2 separate regions of the Gossypium arboreum genome follow, and region 2 is linked to region 1. The links are chromatin contacts, called in public Hi-C maps. All regions are on one chromosome and are shown on one strand. The core of a region is the stretch at or near the end of the contact, and the rest is flanking DNA. Distances in the headings are between cores, read along the strand shown.

What was found. Hi-C and Micro-C count contacts between places; a contact is called where the count stands out from the background.
Region 2: a Hi-C map of leaf shows a contact between it and region 1, with 3 times the contacts expected there. The contact joins the promoter of LOC108470950 here to the promoter of LOC108457727 in region 1. A contact is called at or near these places in 3 of 5 Hi-C or Micro-C datasets (all in leaf).

Annotation. Positions count from the first base shown.
Region 1 is chr4:18,652,802-18,656,561 of ASM2569848v2, reverse strand. LOC108457727 (probable inactive receptor-like protein kinase At3g56050) reads left to right here and starts at 2,295. Exons shown (of 8, transcript XM_017756816.2): 1 at 2,295-2,757; 2 at 2,852-2,990; 3 at 3,364-3,435; 4 at 3,540-3,683. The coding sequence starts at 2,646. LOC128291762 (a long non-coding RNA gene) reads right to left here and starts at 2,284. Exons shown (of 2, transcript XR_008281627.1): 1 at 1,473-2,284.
Region 2 is chr4:18,860,652-18,864,711 of ASM2569848v2, reverse strand. LOC108470950 (protein VAPYRIN-like) reads left to right here and starts at 2,697. Exons shown (of 2, transcript XM_017772485.2): 1 at 2,697-3,907. The coding sequence starts at 2,912. It overlaps LOC108472615 (probable methyltransferase PMT23), which reads left to right. Exons shown (of 8, transcript XM_053027041.1): 2 at 185-334; 3 at 473-743; 4 at 833-943; 5 at 1,080-1,257; 6 at 1,455-1,709; 7 at 1,788-1,982; 8 at 2,075-2,470. The coding sequence ends at 2,264. It overlaps LOC128291763 (a long non-coding RNA gene), which reads right to left and starts at 2,200. Exons shown (of 2, transcript XR_008281629.1): 1 at 2,064-2,200; 2 at 1,251-1,961.

The DNA of each region.
Region 1 (3,760 bases), core at 1,046-3,545:
TAATTAAGATACTTGTTTTAATTAGTCATTGTTATTTAAAATTTCGTTAATCGACTAATAGATTATTGGTGTGGCACATTAGCCAATTGAATGACAATACGTGACACTCTTTTTTTTTACTTTTAACTAAAGCTTATGAACCTCTTTGGAATTATTCCAAAAACACTTTTTTCTTTCTGTTCCCTCTTCTCTCTTATCTAGTTTTGTTTCGGTGGGATGGTTGGTCACTGTTGTTTCCCACCAAAACAGACCAAGAGGAGAGAAAAGGGAAAAGAAAGAACAAAAAGTATTTTGGAATAATTATAGAGAGACCCATAAGCTTTAGGCAAAAGTTTAAAAAAGAAAAAAAAGAGTGTGCCACGTGTCGTTATTCAATTGGTTAATGTTCACGTTAGCAATCTGTTAGTAAATTAATGGAATTTTTAAAGACGGTGACCAATTCGAATAATTATCTTAATTAGAGTGACTAAATTGATAAAAAAATTAATATGACTAAAATAGAAACTACATTAGTTTAGCGTGTCAAGCGGTGTAATTTATCCTAAAAATAACTAATAATATGCAATTATCGTATAATTTCCCCAAAATTAAATATATGCATGCATTAATAAAACCATCAATAAAATTATCAATTATTGCATTTGAATGTAAAAATATAATTTATTACCAAAACTCTAATGTTGTTTGTATTAGATTGGACTCATTGATTGTATCGAAAATCGATTAGGGTATCGGTTCAAAAAAAATCTTTAGATCGTTGACTTAAAAATCGGTATGAATTGATTAAATCAGGCAAAATAACTAATCAAACCAAGCAGTTAAACAAATTTTTTTTCTTAAAATTTTTAATAAATTATTTAATTGAACCGAAAGGACCGATGAATCCAATGAACAAATGACCTGATCTAAACTATCGCTTAAACTATCGATCCAATTTGAAAAACTTTGCAAAAATATTTTAACCATATTCACCGATGAATAGATGTAAAATAAAATGTAAATAAAAACATATTGAAAAAGTTAAAAAGAAAAGGCATAATTGTTGAAAATACCCTTAACATTTATGGGTTTTAGCCCTTAACTTTTTTATTTTTTGATTGACACCCTTAATATTACGATTTTTTTTTAAAAATCAACCCAATTTTAACAGTAAATATGAGTTGATCGTCAATCAACTGCACGTCAACAAAATAGCTTATATAGCATGCTACATAAGCACGATGTCATAGATAATATCATCTATAAAAAAATTATTCTGAGTGCATCAAAACCAATAAACACTAACAGTGAAATAAAAAAAAATTCTTATACTATATTCATTCACCATGAAAGCTATGATTGTAATACTACTACTGATACAAACAAAAATAAAAAATTTCTTCTACATAGAATAGATCATCAAATTAATCGCAAATACTAATGAAAGCTAATAGCGAAACCAAAGAAAAAAAAGAAGATAATTTAATTAGTACCTTGTTAAAGTTCAGTTGAGTACCTCAATGGTGAAGAAAATAGTAGAAGTAATCAAGCATCTCCGACGACGACCCGAACTCCTTCGAATCGAGCCGAACACGACCCAAATTCGGTGACCCATCTGACTTTTTCTCCAACCTTTCTTCCTCTACGGACTTCTCTAGTTTCTACTTTTTAGAAACGTCTTCAGTTTCTTCGTCATTTTCCTATCTCTTGCACTCGATTCGAAGTCATTGTTGGCATCGTCTCTGGCATTAGGGTTTTGGGCGAAGGAGTTAAGGTTTTGAGATCCATGTCTTCAGTTGGTGGGTTGGCCCTAGCGAGCTTCGACAATGCCTCTTTCTCCACCATTGAGGAAGATAAGATTTCAAACCTTAGAACGTTTGACAGTAGTGGAGGAGTTAATAGACTTTGCACAGAGGCTTTGTTTAGTTTCCCATGGGTAGATATGTGATGAGGAAAACGAATTGAGCTGCACATGTACTAGTTGATGCAGGAGGCTCCATTGGCAATAGAGACCGCAATGGAGCAAGATCATTGGTAGGTGGATTTCTAGAGAACGGATTTGTGAGAGGCTACTTGAGGAAGTTTGTTGGTTTTGTTTTATTGGTTTCCATCTAATGCAAAAACCATGAAGAAGAAAGAGAGAAAGAAAGAAGAAGTAAGAAAGGAAATAAAATGAAAAAAAAAATTATGAGATTATGCTTATGTGGCATGCCACATAAGTTACTTTGTTGATCTACAATTTGATTGACTGTGAACTAATATTTATCGTTAAAATTAGGCTGATTTTTAAAAAAATTGTAAGGTTGAGAGTGTCAATACGGGCACAAAACCAAAACTCCCTAAATGTTGAGGGTATTTTTTGAAATTATGCCAAAAGAAAATTATCCGGAACCTTAATTTACCTTTATTATTTACTGCGGCTAAAAATGAAATAAGGGAGAAATTTGTAAAGGTTGATACGTAGTTCAGTGAGTCTTTTGAGTGTACGCGTTTCAAAACCAGAAACAAATAGAAAAACGAGGAAAATTGTCTTAACTCTAATATCGTGTTAGATTCACCCACTGACTCAGCCGCGTTTCTTTTTTTTTTTTTGTTTTTTCTTCCTATCGTAGTGAAAATTTTCTGGTTTTTTTTTTTCGAGTGAAGACCTCTCAAACAAGAAGACGATGATGATGAAGAAGAACTGGAAGTTTGTAAGACTAAGACAAGAGTTTCGAGTTGGTGTTTTGCTGCTTTTATTATGTCAAAGTTTGGCTTGTTGGTCGTTGAATGAAGAAGGTAAACTTTTCACTTTTTTGTTTCAATTTTTGGGTTTGGTTTGTTTGTTGGGAAAATGGAGGGAAAACAATGGTTTTTGGTAATGGATATGCAGGATTTGCTTTGTTGAGACTAAGAGAGAGAGTGGTGAATGATCCATTTGGTGCTTTGTGGGCTTGGAAGGAAGAAGATGGAGAGATTAACCATTGTTCTTGGTTTGGTGTCGAGTGCTGTGATGGCAAAGTTATTGCTTTGTAAGTTTTTTTTGGCACCAATGATTGTTTTTGGGTGGATGATGTTTGGTTTCCGAGAAAAGAAAGGAAACATAAATGAAATCTTCTGCCTTTAATAATTTCTTATTTACTTTTTGGTCGGGAGAGTATCATTTACAATTTTGAGATATGATTGTAAGTAGTAACATAATATCAAATACTAGCTTTGATATCTAATTTACCAAATTTCAATATATATATATATTTATTTGTGAAATTGGGATTTTAAGTAGATTTTTTGGTCAGATAAAGGCACTGGTATTTGTGCTGAATACTGATTCAAAGTTTAGGCAAATTGTGATGAATTATTTCCTTTAATTTGTTTAAGGATTTGATGGACTGAATAAAAATGCAGGAATTTGAAAGATCTTTGTCTTGAAGGAACACTGGCACCTGAGCTTGGAACTCTAATTCATATTAAGTCTATGTAAGTATGATCTTTATCGGATTGTTGATATCAAAAGCAAAGTGCGATTTGGCGATCTACTTTTCTTGTATGCACTGTTCTGAAGCAATTGTTTTCCCCCACAGTATCTTGCGGAACAACTCTTTTACCGGAACTATCCCCGAAGGGATCAGCAAACTGAAGGAATTAGAGGTGTTAGACTTGGGATACAATAATTTCAATGAATCGCTTCCATCTGGACTCAGCAACGATCTCTCCCTAACAATCCAGTAAGTCAACAATTCAGTTCTCATACCCGGAGCAATGCTGTGTTTCTTTCTAGTCTTTGTTATTCAGTTATTTAATC
Region 2 (4,060 bases), core at 1,448-3,947, 210 kb before region 1:
ATCAGCTCTTGAATGGTTGATTCATTTGTGTAAGTTTCCAAGAGCTAAATGACATGTAAAGTTGGGTTTTTATGATAGTAATCTTAATTTTTCTTTTTTCCTTTTTTTGAAAATTTGAGTGAATTTAAGCTTGCTTTTACTCACTAAATATATTGGTGATACGACTTTTCTTACACGTCCACAGATTTGGTATAGCAACGTTCCTCATCCTAAGCTTGTAGAATACAAGAAAGAACAGAATTGGGTGCGTAAATCCGATGATTATTTTGTTTTCCCTGGAGGTGGTACTCAATTTAAGAATGGGGTTACTGCCTATATTGATTTCATTACAGAGGTATCAAATCTAGTTTTCCTATGCTTTTGCATATTAACACTTCACTACTCATTTGTTCATCTGTTTTGGTCTGAACTTGATTGAAGACTGCAACTCCATAAATACCTTCTTATTAGTTCATTTTTTGGTTTTCTGTAGACAGTACCGGCCATTAAATGGGGAGAGCACATTAGGGTTGTTTTAGATGTTGGGTGTGGCGTTGCTAGCTTTGGTGGTTATTTGCTGGACAGAGATGTGGTTACCATGTCATTTGCCCCCAAGGATGAACATGAAGCTCAGATACAGTTTGCTTTAGAGAGGGGAATTCCAGCTACACTTTCTGTCATCGGTTCAAAAAAGTTGACATTTCCAGACGATGCATATGACTTGATACATTGTGCACGATGCAGAGTTCATTGGGAAGAGGATGGTACCATGTTATTATGTTTAGTTTCATTGTTACAGTTTTCCTTTTTCTATCTTATGATGTAATTGTTGAGACTTAAATGCAAAAAGCAGGTGGGAAACCATTATTGGAGCTGAACAGGATTCTGAGGCCTGGGGGATTCTTTGTATGGTCTGCTACACCAGTTTATCGAAACGATGAGAGAGATCGTTATGTTTGGAAGTGTGAGGATACAACTCCCTGGTCTCTGCAAGGGGGGAAGTCCAAAATTATTTGCCTTTCCTCTCTTGTTTGTTTTCACCGTTTTGTTAGTGGAATCTGAATGTGCCATGTTGTTCTGGTATTCTGTATATATTACAGCTATGGTGGCTTTGACACAATCAATCTGCTGGAAGGTTGTGGCTAAACGTGACAATTTTGATTCAACTGAAATTGGGCTTGTAATATATCAAAAGCCTTCCTCATATTCCTGTTATGCACACGACAGAACAAAACGTCCACCATTATGTGATCAGAAAACTAAGAAGGAAGTCTCATGGTAATCTTTTATGATCTAGTATATAATATTATTACATTGCTTACACTCGAAAGGCATGCTTCAACATGTTCACAGCTCTGTGTGCCACTTGTTATGTGTAGACAGAGTGTTCTGTCCTAAAATAATGTTGGCATAAAAGATGCTACCTTCTATTTATGTTGAAATTGCTTCTTGAGATTTCTAATTCACAATGACAGGTACAAGCCTCTTAGGCATTGTACTTCCAGACTTCCAGTTGATAGCAACGGTAATTTGCTTGGCTGGCCCTCACCATGGCCCCACAGGCTTAGGAATAAGCCTCAAAGCCTTCCAGCTGAAGCAGATGCCGAAGCTATATTCAATGAGGACACCAAACATTGGGCTGCACTTGTATCTGATGTCTATTTTGATGCTCTAGCTATAAACTGGGCTAGTTTAAGAAATGTGATGGATATGAATGCTGGTTATGGAGGGTAAGAAATAGAACTATGTTTTTACAGGTTTCTGTCATAAAGAAATCTTACTACACCATAGGCATTGTGGTTTTACAGGTTTGCGGCGGCACTTAATGAGCTTCCTCTCTGGGTGATGAATGTTGTACCAATTGATGCACAAGATACCTTGTCCATTATTTTCGAAAGGGGCTTGATCGGAATCTATCATGACTGGTGCGAGTCATTGAGTACGTACCCTCGAACATATGATCTGCTGCATTCCAGTTTTCTCTTCAAAAACCGTCAAGAGAGGTATATAAGTAATGATCTATTGCTCTGATTTGTACTTGAAAAAGAGTGAATAATGTAGAATGGTGATGCGAGATTTTGAACCTGTCTGTCAGATGTAACATTATAGATGTAGCTGTGGAAATGGATCGCATACTGAGACCTGGTGGATATCTGTTACTTCAAGACACCATGGAAACCATTCAGAAGCTGAATCCAGTACTGCGATCACTACAGTGGTCGACACGCCTTTATGAAGGCCAATTTCTTGTTGGGAAGAAGGGGTTTTGGCGTCCCAAATACTAAATGCAAGGTACACGGACCAAGGTACTTCAACTCCCACTTTATTCTTCGATTTGCAAGGAAGAAGGATTAGACTTTTGACATTTACCTCTCATTTTTTTTTCTAATATTTGGTGTAAATCGTATAGAAAAGGTCATCCAATAGAGGGATTTGGACATTTTGTTCTATATCTTTGAAGGAATAAAAAAATATCTACATATTATTATTATTATTTTTTTTAAATATGAATATGGTTGTGCTGTCTCCCTCACAATTTATTTGTTTTTACTTGATATAAAATTCCTCAAGCTCATCTTATCTTTTTTTTTTTTTAAAAAAATACTGATACAATGGTTTAGCATTGATTGGCACAATTTTATTATTTAAAAGCAATTTCTATTTCTTTGTCTGATATAAACTTCTCTTTTCTAAAAGATATTAAAAATATATTTGATAAGGACGACTCATTTTGTCGAAGATCACATGCAAGCTTAGGTGGGAACTAAGCGTCAGACGACAACAAATATCGTCCCCAAACAAAGATCACATGCAAGCTAAACAATTCTCAGTCGACACTTCCCTTAATTTCAACTGCTATATCTCTGTTCCTTCACCGCTAAATTACACCTTGGTTAGTTATTCGCAATAACATATATAAACTTCATCTGCAATGGAAAATTTGGTTGAAATTTCAGAGGCAGAAGTACGCATAAACTTCATTCTCAACACCAAATGCCGTTCTAACCTTGTTTTAAGATCCCTTTGCCCTTCTTCCCCAGTTGCTTTCAAAGTCCAGACTTCTTCACCTCATAAATTCCTTGTTAATCCCCCCAGTGGACTCGTTCCTCCTTCTTCCCATATTGCCCTCCAAATCATCCTTAAACCCCAAGACCACATCCCCCCCACTTTTCCTCGCTCTCATTCCGATCGTTTCCTCATCAGAACTGCCCCTTTCGACCTCGACTCTTATGGCTCAAATCAGTCCGGCTCGGTCAGTTCTTGGCTATCAACTCGACCCACTCAGGACATCAAGCTCAAGGTCGCCTTTGTTGGGCCGTTTCTTCTCCAACAAGCTGTTAGCCGCGGGGACTTTGAGGCAGTGAAGAACATTATCAAGCGGCAGAAATCGGTTTTGTATGATTTATCTACGAAAGAAGCTGAGTCACTCCTCCGAGTCGCGACTCAGTTGGATAACAATTCGGAGAACATGGTGAATTTGCTGCTTGAAGCGGGTTTAAGGACAGGCTCGCGTGAGGATCAAGAAGAAGATGCAAATAACAGCAATGTGGGATTTTATCAGGTGGACCCACGGTGGGAATCTAAAGGATGGAATGAGTTACACGTGGCAGTAGCACTCGATCGGACGGCTGACCTTGAGACGTTGTTAAGGAAGGGGAGACGGGAGACGTTGGCTGGGAGAGACAAAGAAGGCAGAACGCCATTGCTTTTGGCGGCGACTAAGGGAAATATCGAGTGTGCTAAGATGTTGTTAGAATCGGGTGCGGAGAAGAACGCAAAGAGCAATGATGGGAGGACTGCACTTCACAGAGCTGTAGCTAATGGGAACCGTAGGATGATTGAAATGTTGATACAATTGGATGCGGACCCCAGAATTTGCGACGATCGTGGCCATTCAGCTCTTGATAATGCTCGTGATAAGGGGCATGTAAGTAGTTTTGGTTTTTCAAATTTGGCAGGGAATTCCATTTCTCGATCAAAAACTTGGGAATATAAAAAATATAGTTTCATGGAAGGAAATATTCTTTTATAACGCTAATCATTTGTAATTAACACCTTTGAAAATAATTAATTTTGCATT